Regions from separate parts of the Rattus norvegicus genome. Here region 2 is linked to region 1. A link is a contact called in public Hi-C data. All regions are on one chromosome and are shown on one strand. Each heading gives the region's core, a stretch centred on a gene start, on an enhancer-like site or on the middle of the called end of the contact. The rest is flanking DNA. Distances are from core to core; before and after follow the strand shown. Region 1 has its middle 11 kb from the start of Bsn. Region 2 has its middle 9.0 kb from the start of Nicn1.

Region 1 (7,461 bases), core at 3,634-6,133:
AAAAGGAAAAAATAAAGTAAGACTAACTCTAGGTCTAGGGGATCTGACGCCCTCTTCTGGCCATGTCAGGCACTGCATGAATGTAATGTCTAAACACAGTCAAGCAAACACTTATACATGTAAGAAATATATATATTATAATTTTAAATGGAAAAAGAAAAAACATAAACATACAAAAAGAAAGGATGGCTGAAGACAATTTTGGATGTTGGGATGCCATAGACACTTGGGCTGTTTCAGAGAGACTGGGAGATCTTAGGCTTATCTCCAGGACTCTAACCCCCTTTCCATCTCCATCCACTCTGTTTGCATAGCACCCAATGAGATGCAACTCACTGCCCCCACTTCTCCATGGGTGAGAGAAATAGAACTGGAAAGGAGAGAGGGGAGTCTAGAGAAGATCGCCCTCTGGGCTGAAGTTCCCAGGCACCACCAACAGACAGAGAGTCAGGAACTCCCCAAGTAAGCAGTAGTCTACAAAGAGACCTCATCCTGTCCTGCCCAAGTCCACAGCCCCTGCTCCCCCCACCCCTGAGGGCCTAAAAAAACTCAATTTCATACTGTCGTTTTCAGCTGGCCACAGTTCCTGGAAGAAGAGGAAAAAGGATAAACCTAGATAGTATAGCATTCACTGCATGTTTTGCCCATGTAGCCCCTTTCCTGCTGCAGTGTGCAGATCTCTTACTTGCATTATACAGCTTTAAAAAAAAAAAACATCAGAAATATTTGCCGCTAGCATAGCCCCACCGCCCCTGCATATTGCTCCCAAGAAAACTAATTAAGCCCCATTGCTATTAGAGCTATACACTTTCGAAGGCTTGTTGTGACAAGAAAAAATAATGAAACTGTGGTTTCTACAAGTTGTAAGCGGCCGAGTCAAAACACGCTGCTTTGCTCGCCCCTCTGCACTCCCCCCGCAGGTCTCTGGGCTGGATCTGTGCGTCTCACTGATGTACACAACATCCATTCTTCTCCAGTGCCTGCTCTACTCCTCAGCGCCAGGCCAGAGAGGCTCACCGTATGGGTCCTTGAGGAGTTGTATTTGTAGGAGAAAGACAGAGGTACAATTGTTACTAATAAACTACAGAAAACGCCCAGCCTGAATCTCTAGTTTTGAGGTTTCTCCACCAGAATCTCTATGTAGTGCCCTCCACCTACCTTCAATCTCCGGATTGGGGAGAGCAGGCCCCAGTGAAAGTCATGGCCTCACGGCATCCCCTGAGTACCTACAAGACAACAGAGGTTCAGACATGTCTCATGTTAAGGGAGGGAGACAGCTCTCTCTATCGTACTGTTCTGCCTGAATTTGGGGAAGTCCTTCAGGAGGGTCCCTGCCCACTCACCTCACCTACACTTCCCTAATACAAACCCAAGGACATTACTGGGACACCCTTGGCTACGTGGGACCTCGGACTGTAGGATAAAGCCATTCTCTTTGCTGAGCTCCATCAGAGTCCTAGTCAGGGTGGTTGGGTTGCCCTGTGGTCTTTATTGAGAGCTTAGGAAGCTCCCAGGAATGGAGGGACAGAATAAGGAGTCACTGAGATTAAAGATTAAAGTCACTGAGAGCAAAGCCAAATCCCGGAGCAAGACAAAAGATCTTAGGACCTTCATGGCAAAGACGCCCCAGTCTCTGCCAAGATGGATGGTCTCAGTCAGTTAAACTTGACTGATGTTTTGAGTTAGGCTGTAGAGAACAACGGAGAATCAAGACTGTCGAAACCACTATGTCTTCACTTCCTGGTCCTCGGTGCTGGACCACTGACGTGACCTGCAGTAGTGAGTTTAAGCATGTGTCACCAGACAGTGAGGGCTGACACTACACTCAGACACTGAGGTTGTCTGAGGAGACACTTCCCAGGCTGTCCCGCATGGGGGCTGGGTGGGAGCAGGTATCAGTTGGGCAGCAACATCTGGGTTACCGTTGCTATTTCTGTACGGCTAACCCCTCCAGCTGGGCGACCTGGTGTGAGCATCCGCCTTCCGGGAAGGCAGTCTTTCTGACAGAGAGCTGACAGTGCAGACTAAGAATTCCAAGTAACTCTGGGCAGAGGACAGACTCCATCTGCTACAAGCAGAAAGGCCAAGTGTGCAATTGAATTGCCTTCCCCATCTTATTAATGTTAATTCCATGTAGGCTCACCCCTTCCCAGTCCCAGCTCTGCTCCAAGAATCAGCCCTCCCTGAGCCTGAATCTCTGAGGAGGCTGGAGCTCCACGAGTGTGGTGCTTCAGGACCTACAGTGGGTTGTGGGGTGTAACTGTTACAGAGTCAGGGTCTAGCGGATCACAGTCAGCACTCCCTCAAACTCTCATTTGTACTACATTTCTTTTAATCTAAACTGTTTGTTTAGGAGACAGAGTCTCCATATGTAGCTCTGGCTGTCCTGGACCTCGTGTAGAGCAGGCTGGCTTCAAAGTCACAGAGCTCCCCCTATCTTTGCCTCCTAAATTCTGGGGTTAAAGATATGAAGCTCTGTGCAGCAGGGTAACCTTGAACTTTTCCTGTATTTACCTCTCCAGGGGCTGGGATTGCAGGTCTTCCTTGGCACATCTGGTTTACGCAGTGCTAGGGACGGAACCCAGGGTTTAATGCATGCATGCTGGGCAAACACTACCAACTGAGTTACACCCCTGCCTTCGCTCTAAGTATTCACTAGACACAGGAAAACGAAGTATTCTTACTTCATCCCAACACACACACACACACACACTCATACACACTCACATACACACACATCCAAACACACATATACATACTCATATAAATACACTGTGGCGATTTGAATATGCTTGGCCCAGGGAGTAGCCCTATTAGAAGGTGTGGCCTTGTTGGAGTAGGTGTGGCCTTGTTGGAGGAAGTGTGTCACTGTGGGGTGTGCTACGAGACCTTCCTCCTAACCACATGGGAGCCAGTCTTCTCCTAGCTGCCTTTGGAACAAGATGTAGAACTCTCAGCTCCTCCTGCACCATGCCTGTCTGGATGCTGCCATGCTCCTGCCTTGATGATAATGGAATGAACTTCTGAACCTGTAAGCCAGCCCCAAGTAAATGTTGTCCTTTATAAGAGTTGCCTTAGTGGGGCTGGGGAGATGACTCAGTGGTTAAGAGCACTGGTTGCTTTTCTGAGATCCTGAGTTCAATTCCCAGCAACCACATGGTGGCTCACAACCATCTGTAGTGAGATCTGATGCCCTCTTCTGGTGTGTCTAAAGACAGCAACGGTGTACTTACATATTATAAATCTTAGGGTTGGGGATTTAGCTCAGTGGTAGAGCGCTTGCCTAGCAAGTGCAAGGCCCTGGGTTCGGTCCCCAGCTCCGAAAAAAAAAAAAAAGAAAAAAAAATCTTAAAAAAAATAAGAGTTGCCTTGGTCATGGTGTCTGTTCACATCAGTAAAACCCTAAGACACACACACACACACACACACACACACACACACACACACTCACATTCCCACACAAACATTCACTACAGGACATGTGTTCCTTCATCTAGCAAGTCTACACCCACTTCAGAATCCCCTGTGTTCCTGCCCATCTCAACCTGGGCTCCCTGAGGATGAGTTCATCCAAAACAAAGCTAGTTTCCTCTCAGAGACATCCCTCAGAGGTCCACCCACCTCCTGCTGGCACCAACTGGACTAGCTCTTTGCTTCACCTCTCTTTCCCAAGACGTTTTTTAGGAGAGGTTCTAAGAGTTACGGTGGTTCTCAACCTCCCCATAGCTGAGACCCTTTAATACAGTTCCTCATGTTGTGGTGACCCCCAACCATAAAATTATTTTCGCTGCTACTTTATAACTGTAATTGTGCTATTGTTGTGAATTGTGATGCAAATACCTGTGTTTTCTAATGTCTTAGGTGACCTCTGTGAAAAGGTCATTTGACTCCAAAGGGTCAACCCACCATTGTGTGTTCTCAACCTTAGAATCTCAACCTTAGTATCTTAGATTCCCTTAGTATCTAAGGGATGTGGGGAGTGATTTTTGGACACTGTAAAAGAAGGATGACCTGTCCTCAGCTTGTCCCCAGCTTCCCCAGTGTGGGCCTGGAGCTGGACAATTTGAGAAAAGGTACTCTCTGGTCTTTCAGGGCACCCACGCTCCATCCAGGTCCACTCAAGAGAATGAGTCACCAGTTCTCCATCCCCATTTGTTCCTCGGGTCGAGTCTTTTGCCCAGGAGTACAGACTAAAACGACTCCAAGGTACAACCAGATGTGCCTAACTGCTAGCCTAGACTCCCCCAGATTCCCTCAGTATCCTATCAGACCATCCCCTGCTTCGGATGCTCTCAGGATCGAAAAGGGAGAGACTAAGAATCCAACAGTCCCAAATTGTAGAAGTTAAACTCCATGGAACACAGGTCTTGAAGTAAGAGCTAGGAAAGGGGCGCTGGCAAAGAATGGGGGTCTTCCCACCCCACCCTACATTTATTCATTTCGTACTTTGAATCAGAAACCAACCTGCAGGAGTCGGTTCTCTTTCCAACATATGTATGGATCACAGGATCAAATTCAGGAGAGCGCCCTTACCCACTAAACCATCCTGCAAGGACGGGTGGTTAGAATCCCGACTATAATACACCAGAATTCAAACTTTGCAGGCAGAATTCAAACCCCAGAGGGGAAAGCCAGGGCCTTAACGTCACCCATATTCCCCCGCAGGCTTCCCTTTAGGAGGGAGAATGGGGCAAGTAAATGACACCCTCAAATTACGAGATCACAGTCTCTGCAGAATCCCGCAGGGTAGTGAAGCCTGAGCAACCCTAGCGGATCGCTCGGCCTGCCTCTCTGCTTCAGCCCTGCCCACATCCGGGTGGCTCCTCCCCTCCCAACTATGCTGGCGCAATTTAGCCCCTCCCTCCCTCATGTCATTCCTGCCCTCAGCTCTATTCGCGCACGCCTGCGGCATTCGTATTCCCACCCACAACCCACCTCTTCAGCCCCGCCCACTGCTGGCCTCTTAGTCCTATAGCGCCATCTCCTGGAAGTCGGCCGACATTGTTCTCTTTTGTGGGGCTACATCGGAGCTGACCCATTCCTTCCTGGGGCTCCCTTGGCTTGCTTGTGGAACCACTACCAGATTGAGACCTAATCCTTACCCTGGTCCTGAACCTGCCTAGAAGCCTGGGCTTTACAGAACCCTCCAGAGACGTGGTCTCAGATGAAATTCGAGTCACCATCAAGCAAAGTGGCAATGGAAGGTAGCCAACTTAGGGCACGTCTTCATGCTTAGGTGTCAGTTGTTGCTCCTACCACCCGAATGGCCAGCACCCCTCCTTTAAACTACTGTCTCCTTTGCATCTTCTAGAGTCCTCATAAAGAAGTGGTAGATCCATTCCACCATTAGGGGGTTTATTTAAAACCTTAATACAAACAAAACCTGGGTCACACCTAGGAATGGAACCTATCTTACACTAGTTTGAAAAATGTGGCCAACTTGTCTGCCTTCTCTGGGCCTTAGCTACTGTGAATCAAAGAGAGCGCTTTTTAGAAAGTAAACTTTTGGGGTTGGGGATTTAGCTCAGTGGTAGAGCGCTTGCCTAGGAAGCGCAAGGCCCTGGGTTCGGTCCCCAGCTCCGAAAAAAAAAAGAAGCAAAAAAAAAAAAAGAAAGTAAACTTTTTTCTTATTTTTAAGATAGGACTTGACTGTGTGATCCTGGCTGGCCTGGAACTCAAAGAGATCACCTGCCTCCCAAAATGCTGGGCTTAACAGCATGTGCTACCACATCTGACATCTTCCCCCTTTAATTTTTAAAGATTTGTTTTCATTTATGTATGTGCGTCTATGTTAAATGTATGTCATGAGTGTGTGCGCCCACAAAGACCAGAAGAGGGCATCCAGGAGACTGCAAGCCACCAGAAATGTGGGCGTTAGCCACTGAACTTGGGCCCTCTGGCCTAAAAGCAAGTGCTTTGAACTACAGAGCCACTTCTCCTCTCCTGCTTCCCACCTCCTCTTTTGAGACAAGATCTTGCCAGGTAGTCTTGGCTGGAGTGAAACCCACCATGCAGACAAAGCTGGCCTCCAACTCAGATCCATATACCTCTGGCTCCCGAGTGCTGGGCTGCACGTGCCTGTCACATCAGGTCTCGTATAGCCGAGATGGATCTCAAATTTTTCTATGTAGCCAAGGCTGTCCTTGAGCTTCTGTTTCACACACACCAGGATTACAGGCATGTGCTACTGTGCTAGACTGATTTGGATTTTTAAGACAGCAATACTGAGACTGAAACAGCTTTGAAAGACTGGTACTTGAGATGGACCTTGCACGTTTTAAAGAAACCAGGGAAGAGCTTCTCCCTGCCGCTTTCTTTTTGGGAGGGGGAATATGGAGAAACAAACTAGAAGCTACATCTTGGCAAATAGTTTGGAACCTCTGATGCCAGATGAGCCACAATTCATAAGCACATAAGGTCTTCTAGCTAACAGCCTTGTTGCTCATGACTGGCCCAGAGACTGGCTCTCAAGGTAGTGTCCACACAAGATTGGTAAGATTCAGACCCTCTGCTTTTTCTCTATCTCTTTTGCAGGCCAACTCTGACTATAGTTCAACTCCATTCCCCAGTTCACTGCGGATCTTAGAGCCCCTTGGAGATAGCACTGTCCTAACCGCAATAACAGACTGGAGAACCATGCTAGAAGGATCCTAGGAAGTGGCCAAGTCAAACCAAGTAGAAAAGCGGGTTTCTATTAGTACCCTTCTGCCTGCCCCCAACCCCCTTCTATCACCGTCTGTTTAGCTCAAAAAGACATATGCAGATTCTCTTCCACCAAGAACTTGGTTCGAGTGCTGGGGAGCAGACATCTACCAGGCTCAACAGTTGAATCATCTGCAAAGCCGGAGCAACAGGTGGATCCTTCTGCACCCTACAGCTTCTCTTCTTCCTGTTCTTCAGATCATCCTGAGTTAAAGCTTAAGCTGATCTTTCTGAGGGTCAGCTTAACTGAGAGCAATTGTGAGGTCATTTTCTGGCTTCCTGCTGCAAGGCCTAGAAGGCTGACTGAAGCACGTGTCTTTGAACATTTGTCAGGAGTCTTTTCTGAGATGGTGTCTTTGGGCACGGTCCCATGAGTCCCAGGTAAAACTTACTAGGTAGCTCACTCTGTCCTTGAACTCCTGATCCTCTTAGCTCCACCTCCCAAGTACTGGGGTTATTGGTGTGCACCTCCATGTCTACCTTAAGACAGGGCCTTTGTGCCTAGACTGGCTTTGCCTTGGCCATTTTCAAGGTGCTACACATTTATATCCTAACTCCAAGCACTGTTGGACCATCAGGAGATGTGAGGTGCAAAGTCTGATGGTGAGCTTGTAGAAGCAGAGATAAACCAGAAGAGGCACCGGTTTTTCTGTAAGCAATGGTCCTCTGGCAACAACTGCTGCATCTCTACTTCCCACGTGTAAGCATTGTCCCAGGAAAGCACCCGTCCTTCTCTGGTCTTGAGTATGCTCGTTCTTC
Region 2 (7,461 bases), core at 1,524-4,023, 79 kb after region 1:
AGTTTCAAACTTGTGGCGTTTGCCTGCATTTGCTCCCAAGTGTCAAGACGTACATCTGCCTCCTTCTCCTCTTCCTCCTCCTCCTCCCTTTCTTTTCCTTCTTCCTTTTCCTCCTCCTCCCCTTCTTCTTCTTCTGTTTTGTTTTTGTTTGTTTTTTGTTTTGGTTGTTGTTTTTGTTTGAGACGGGGTTCTCTGCATATCCCTGGCTGTCCTGGAACTCCCTCTGTAGATCGAACTCACAGAGATCCACCTGCCTCTTCCTTGGTGCTGGGATTAGTGTTGGCTGCCGCCACAAGGCAGTCTGTCGTTTCTAATATACCCAATAAAGCTGGGATAGAGAACTGGCTATGGCTCAGTGGTAGAGAAAGTTCTTAGAACGCATGAGGCACTGGGTACGAGCATTTGGTTGACTGAGGTCTCACGAAGCCTGGAAGGAAATGTCTGTAAATGCCTGGCTGACATTTTTACAGCCCAAACTCCATAAGCTATATACTTGCTCTGTGACTTCTACATGCCAACAGAATAAACTTAAGTTCTCATCCTGTCCTATACTGGCCTATAAGGATTTGCCTTCAAGTGATCAGTACCTATAATTTGAGAACTAAGAATAGTGGCTCAGGCCTATAATCCCAGCCCTAGAAAGGCAGAAATAGAATTGTTGAAGAGTTTGAGGCTCATCTCATTCTGTGTTTGCTTTTTTTATTTGCATTGCTGTTTTGCCTGCATGTGTGAAGGTGTCAGGTTCCCTGGAACTGGAGTTACAGACAGTTGTGAGCCGCCATACAGGTACTGGAAGAACAGTCAGTGCTCTTAACCGCTGAGCCATCCCCCAGGCCCACCCCCACATCTCATTGTTTTATACAGAAAGTTCCAGGCCAACCAGGGCCACATAGTGAAACTTCATCTGACAAACAGAAGAGGTGGGGGTGGGAAGGGGGGGACGCATGAAATCCTACCTCAAAAAAGGGGGTGGGGGTTGGGGGATTTAGCTCAGTGGTAGAGTGATTGCCTAGCAAGCACAAGGTCCTAGGTTTAGTCCTCAGCTCTGGAAAAAAAAAGAAGGAAGAAAGGAAGGAAGGAAGGATGGAAGGAAGGAAGGAAGGAAGAAAGAAAGAAAGAAAGAAAGAAAGAAAGAAAGAAAGAGAAAGAGGGGCTGGAGAGATGACTCAGTAGTTAAGAGCAATGACTGCTCTTCTAGAGGTTCGATTCCCAGCAACCGTATGGTGGCTCACAACCATCTGTAATGAGATCAGTGCCCTCTTCTGGTGTGTCGGAATAGAGAGACTGTATTCACATACATAAAATAAACAGGCTGGGGATTTAGCTCAGTGGTAGAGCACTTACCTAGGAAGCGCAAGGCCCTGGGTTCGGTCCCCAGCTCCGAAAAAAAAAAGAACCAAAAAAAATAAAATAAAATAAAATAAACAAATAAAAAGGAAAGAAAGAGTGTGTTCAAGGAACTAGGACAGGAGGAGTGATAAAGCCATTTACTAAGCTGTTTACTCCATTGTCAGTCACTTGAGAATGCCCAGGGCAAAGAAGTGAAAGAGAGAAAGTCACAGTCCTGGAAGCTAAGAAGTTTGCATTTCTGCTCCTGAATAAGGAAATATACCCCCAGGAAACCAGGATGAGTCCATCTAGGGGAGAGGTCACAGTAGCTGAGCCTTTGGGTCAATCTGAATTTCCTGCTAGCTTGGTGAATTCCCAGGAGGGGTTCAGGAGTAACAGGACATGTCCAAGCCAAAAGGACACAACTGGGGCAAAGGTGACTGATGGCTCAAGCAGTCCTCAGATGAGGCAACCAAGATGTTGCCGAAACTTGTGGACAGCAGATCTGAAAAAAATAATAAAAAAAAATAACCAGCTGGTTCTTGACTGGAATCAAAGTCGTCTTCATTCTGGATTTCTCTTATGAGGGAATGGAATGTGTGGGTAGTAAAAGCCAAAATGGAACCCAGAGGGGCTGGAGAAATAGCTCAGTGGTTAAGAGCACTTAATGCTCATGCAAAGGACCCAGGTTCAATTCAGGCATCCACTAGCATCCTCTTCTGGCCTTCCAAGGCACCGCAAGTAAGTGGCACAAGCCCAGATACACATGCACATAAAGTAAAAAGAATTTTTTTTTTAAAGCTTGTTTTGGGGCTGGAGAGATGGCTCAGTTCAGTGATTAAAAGCACTAGCTGCTCTTCCAGAGGTCCTGAGTTCAATTCCCAGCAACCACATGGTGGCTCACAACCATCTGTAACATCCTCTTCTGGAGTATCGGAAGACAGAGACACTGTACTCATACGTAAAATAAATTAATCTTTAAAAAAAAAAAAAGCTTGTTTTGATGGAAATCCCAGAGATCCAAGCATGGTAGCACATGACTTTAATCCCAGCATTCTGCAGGCTGTGGCAGGGGGATCTCTGTGAGTTTGAGGCCAGTCTTGTCTACATAACAATTCCAGGACAGCCAAGGATAAATTGGAAGCCCTGTCCTAGAGAGGGGGAAGGGGAGGGGAGGGGGAGAGGGAGAGGAGCCCTGAGACTGTGATGGCAAGACATGGGTCCCAGGAAAACCAGGGACATACAAGCATCCTTTGGCTTCCTATTCCCAGCAGCTGCAGGAAGCTTCTCCAAGCCCCTAGCTTTCCCAGCTCCCCCGCCCCAGAGAACTAGAGAGAATCTTGCTTCCTGTCCTTCCTGATTAGACACACAGAGACCAGGGTAGGAACAGCTGAGTATTCCACAGCAAGCCCCAGGGAGACGCTAGGGCTGTCAGCCAACGTTTGGGAAGGCAGTGTGGTGTTTGGAGACAGGGCCTGGGAAGGGATTTCATGATCGGAGCAGGCTCCTCCTCCAGCCCTCTTTACTTGCATAATATGAAAAAGCTATTGACAATTTTCACAGGAAAAAAAAAACCCAACTTTCTATACATTATCTTGCCTGTAAGCCTGTAATTTAAAAGGGTCTTTGTGTGTGTTACATATTTAACTTGTAGGGATTCCAGTCTTAAGAGCCCCTGAGGTTAGGGAAATTCCATGTTGGTTCAGCCCCAACTGGCTATGAGTCAAGGGCCTCCTCCTGGCCACTGACTTGCACTGCCCTCCGGAGCCTACGGGGACGAGACTAGGAGAGCCTCAAGGGAGCCGCCTGCTCCACTTTTCCACTGTGTTACCTCACACCCGCCTATTGGAGATCCCTAGCACTGTAAAATAGATAAATACATAAATGCAGAAATAAGAAGATAGAGGCGCAGTGGTCTGTGTCTGTAATCCCAGCTCTTGGCAGCTGAGACAAGAGGACAGCATCAAATTATCAAGTCTAGGCTGCATGGCAAGACCCTGTCTCAAGAGTTAATTGGCTGCATAGCAAGTTTGAGGCTAGCTCAGACTACAGACTCTTCTCTCTCTTACACACACACACACACACACACACACACACACACACACACACAGAAACCATACCACACACACAAATACACATACACCACACATACACACATCACACACCATACACACACATGCATACACATATATACATACCATACACATACATACATATTCCGTACACACATGCCATACACCACATCACACATATTACACACACAAAACCAAGGTTAGGGATAGAGTGCCTAGTGGGTTCAATCCTTAGCATCATAAATGAAGAGAAGGAGGGAGGGAGGGAGGGGGGAGGGAGGGGGGAGGGAGAGAGAGAGAGAGAGAGAGAGAGAGAGAGAGAGAGAGCGAGCGCACTAGGTGTGGTAGCACAAGCTTATAATTCCAGCACTTGAGAGGCAGAAGCAGGGGACTCAGGAGTTTGAAGCCAGCATGAGCTACATAAGACCTTGCCTCAAAACCCATAATTCTGTGGGGCTAGAAAGATATCTCATCAGTCGAGAGCATTTATGGTTCTCCCAGAGGACTGTTTCTACTCCTGGCACCACATGGTGGCTTACAACTTTCTCTAACTTCAGTTCCAAGAGATTCAATGTCCTCATCTGGCCTCCTTGGACCCATCATGTATATGGTACACAGACATACATGTAGGCAAAACACCATAAACATAAAACAATGAATTGGGGGGGGGACCCTAAAACTATAATCCAGTGACATGGCTACACAGATTTGGTGACCTGGGTTTGATCCTAAACCCTTGTAAATGTGGAAGGAGAACACCCACACTACAAAGTTGTCCTTTGTGTGTCCTTGGTTGTCAGCTTGGCACAGTTGGGAAGAACGAATCTCACTTGAAGGATGGCCACCATCTGTGTGACTGGTAGGCACGTCTGCAAAATAGGAAATACTCTGACCTCCGTTCACACTCTGTAGCATGCATCCCCACACATTTATCACACACACACACACACACACACACACACACACACACACACACACCCTACGATTTTAAAACATAGCAAAAACCTGGGGACCAGTAAGAGGGATCAGGTAAAGGTACATGATAAGCCTGAGGTGCTGCACTTTAGCCCCAGGACCGACTTGAAAGAAGCAGAGAACTGACTCCCTAAGTTATCCCCTGATCTCCACATGTGCACCAGCACATGCATACTCACACGTACTTGCACACAAAATGAATGGATGAATGAATGGATGAGGTGTAATTTTTTTAAATTTAGGGACTAGAGAGAGGGTGTGGTGATTAAGAACACATTTGGCTCTTCCAGAGGGCTGGCCTGTGTTCCCACTACATCCCCCCCCAGCACTCACCTGAGAGCTTACAACAGTCTGTAATTCCAATTCTAATACTCCAAACCAAGGAGCGATCTCTCCAGACTTCAAAAATAAATCTTTAGGCCGTATATGGTGGCACACACTAACCCCATCACTTGGGAGGCAAAGGCAGGTGGATCTCTGTGAGTTTGAGGCCAGCCTGGACTGCATAGTGAATTCCAGGGCAGCCAGGGCTATGCAGAGAAGATTGTGTCAATAAATAAATCTTTAAAAAGGTTGGGGTTGGGGATTTAGCTCAGTGGTAGAGCGCTTGCCTAGCAAGCGAAAGGCCCTGGGTTCGGTCCCCAGCTCCGAAAAAAAAGAAAAGAAAAAAAAAAAAAAGGTTATGCTGGGGTTGGGGATTTAGCTCAGTGGTAGAGCGCTTGCCTAGGAAGCACAAGGCCCTGGGTTCGGTCCCCAGCTCCGAAAAAAAGAACCAAAAAAAAAAAGGTTATGCTGTGAATGTGTTTGTAAATGCCGTCCCTCTGGTTTGGAGATACACATATGAGTGCTGGTGCCCACAGACACAGAGGGGCTTTCCATCCTCTGGAGCTGGAATTACAATGGCTGTATGATGTTTAATGTGGATGCTGGACACAGAACAGGAGTCCTCTGCAGTATACACTTTTATCTGTTGAGCCACTTTTTTTTTTTTCAGAGCTGGGGACCGAACTCAGGGTCTTGTGCTTCCTAGGCAAGCGCTCTACCACTGAGCTAAATCCCCAACCCCTGTTGAGCCACTTTTTAATGATTTTTTTTATGTATATGACACTGTCGTTGCCCTCAGACACACCAGAAGAGGGCATTGGATCCCCATTACAGAGGGTTGTGAGCCACCATGTGGTTGCTGGGAATTGAACTCAAGACCTCTGGAAGAGCAGTCAGTGCTTTTAACCGCTGAGCCATCTCTCCAGCCCCATAAATAACTTTTTTTTTTTTTTTTTTGGTTCTTTTTTTCGGAGCTGGGGACCGAACCCAGGGCCTTGCGCTTCCTAGGCAAGCGCTCTACCGCTGAGCTAAATCCCCAACCCCCATAAATAACTCTTAAGGAGGTGGCCAAGAGCTCTTGCTGTTCTTGGAGAGGACATGGTTCAGCTCCTAAAACCCATATGGTGGGTTACAACCATTCACACTTAGGCACATGTGTGGTGCACATACATACATGCAAGCAAAACAATTATACATGTAAAATAAACAATTAAGAAAATAACACACGGGGTTGGGGATTTAGCTCAGTGGTAGAGCGCTTGCCTAGGAAGCGTAAGGCCCTGGGTTCGGTCCCCAGCTCCAAAAAAAAGAACCAAAAAAAAGAAAATAACACACACACACACCCTGGAACTCTCTTTGTAGACCAGGCTAGCCTTGAATTTACAAAGGTCTGCCCTAACCCTAACCCACCTCAGCCTCCCAAGTGCTGGGATTAAAGATGTGCGCCACCACTGCTTAGCATGAAAATCAGAAATTTAAATAAATAAAATTTAAAACCTAAAATCTGAGCTAAAGAGATAGCTCAGCAGTTAAGTACTTTCCAGAGGAGCACACGGTGGCTCACGTCGGTCTGTATAACATCGGTTCCAATGGATCTGGTGCCCTCTTCTGTCTTCTGCGGGTACTGCATACATGGTGTCGAGCAATAATCCTACAAATAGATAAATACTGAATCTAAAACTCAGCGAACAAATATGCCTACACTTCTCGGTGCTGTGCTGTGCTACTCACAGCCACGTTACCGACAGTGTCTTCTACTCACCTGTTTTCTGCCCACCCGTACGAGGCCAGCAGACCTGGGGCCATAGCCCAGGAAAACCATGCTTACTCAGCATGCAAAGGGACTTGAGTTTGAGTTTCCATCACTTAAAAAAAACAAACCAAACCAAACCAAAAACCATCTTTCTCACAAAACCGATTGTTACCGTCGTATTTCCTAGGAGCTGCTGACCAGGCTGTGAGGATGTCTTCCCATCCTATAGCACATAATTGTGACTATTTTGCTTAAATAGTAAAAGTTTGTCTTGCATGCACAAGTCTGTTCATTTAATTCCTTAGCATTTTGCAGGGGGCTGGTTGAACAGGACAGGACAGACAGATATGCCTATAATCTATAATTTCTAGTTCTCAGAAGGATCAACTGTGTTTGAGGCCAGACAGGGTTAATAAGCAAGACCCTGTCTCAAAAACCAAGATGACCAGTGAGTGACTCTGTGGGTAAAGGTTCCCGTGACCAACCTACCGATCTGAGAGAGAGAGAGAGAGAGAGAGAGAGAGAGAGAGAGAGAGAGAGAGAGAGAGAGAGAGAGAATAAGAGAGAGAGAATAACTGGACTGACCAGGGTTCAACTCTTACCATCCACATGGTGGCTCAGGGACTCAGTTCTAGGGGTTCTGATACTCTTTTCTGGCTTCCTCGGGTATCAGGTGTGCATGTGGTGCTTATGAAAATAAATACATTTTTAAAAGAAAGAAAGCGGGGCTGGAGAGATGGCTCAGTGGTTAAGAGCACCTGACTACTCTTCCAGAGGTCCTGAGTTCAAATCCCAGCAACCACATGGTGGCTCACAACCATCTGTAAAGAGATCTGATGCCCTCTTCTGGTGTGTCTGAGGACAGCTACAGTGTACTTATATATAATAAATGAATAAATCTTTAAAAAAAAAAAAGAAAGAAAGCAGCAGCAAACCCAAGGGCTGAGGATGATGTTACACAGTGTAATCCTTCATTCTGGGAGGCAGGGGAGTTAGGAGACTAAGGCC

Evidence for each region. A called contact is a pair of places that touch in the nucleus more often than the background predicts.
Region 2: a Hi-C map of liver shows a contact between it and region 1, with 6 times the contacts expected there. The contact joins two enhancer-like sites. A contact is called at or near these places in 3 of 12 Hi-C or Micro-C datasets (Schwann cells, liver and mammary epithelial cells) and 1 of 1 datasets of contacts at active chromatin or transcription factors (oligodendrocytes).

Annotation. Positions count from the first base shown.
Region 1 is chr8:117,761,573-117,769,033 of GRCr8, forward strand. No RefSeq gene overlaps it. Among named protein-coding and RNA genes, the nearest start is that of Bsn, 11 kb to the left of the region's middle. Within about 2 kb of position 4,884, at least 50 of the 93 cell types and tissues checked have an H3K27ac peak or open chromatin away from gene starts, as enhancers often do.
Region 2 is chr8:117,842,313-117,849,773 of GRCr8, forward strand. No RefSeq gene overlaps it. Among named protein-coding and RNA genes, the nearest start is that of Nicn1, 9.0 kb to the right of the region's middle. Within about 2 kb of position 2,774, at least 35 of the 93 cell types and tissues checked have an H3K27ac peak or open chromatin away from gene starts, as enhancers often do.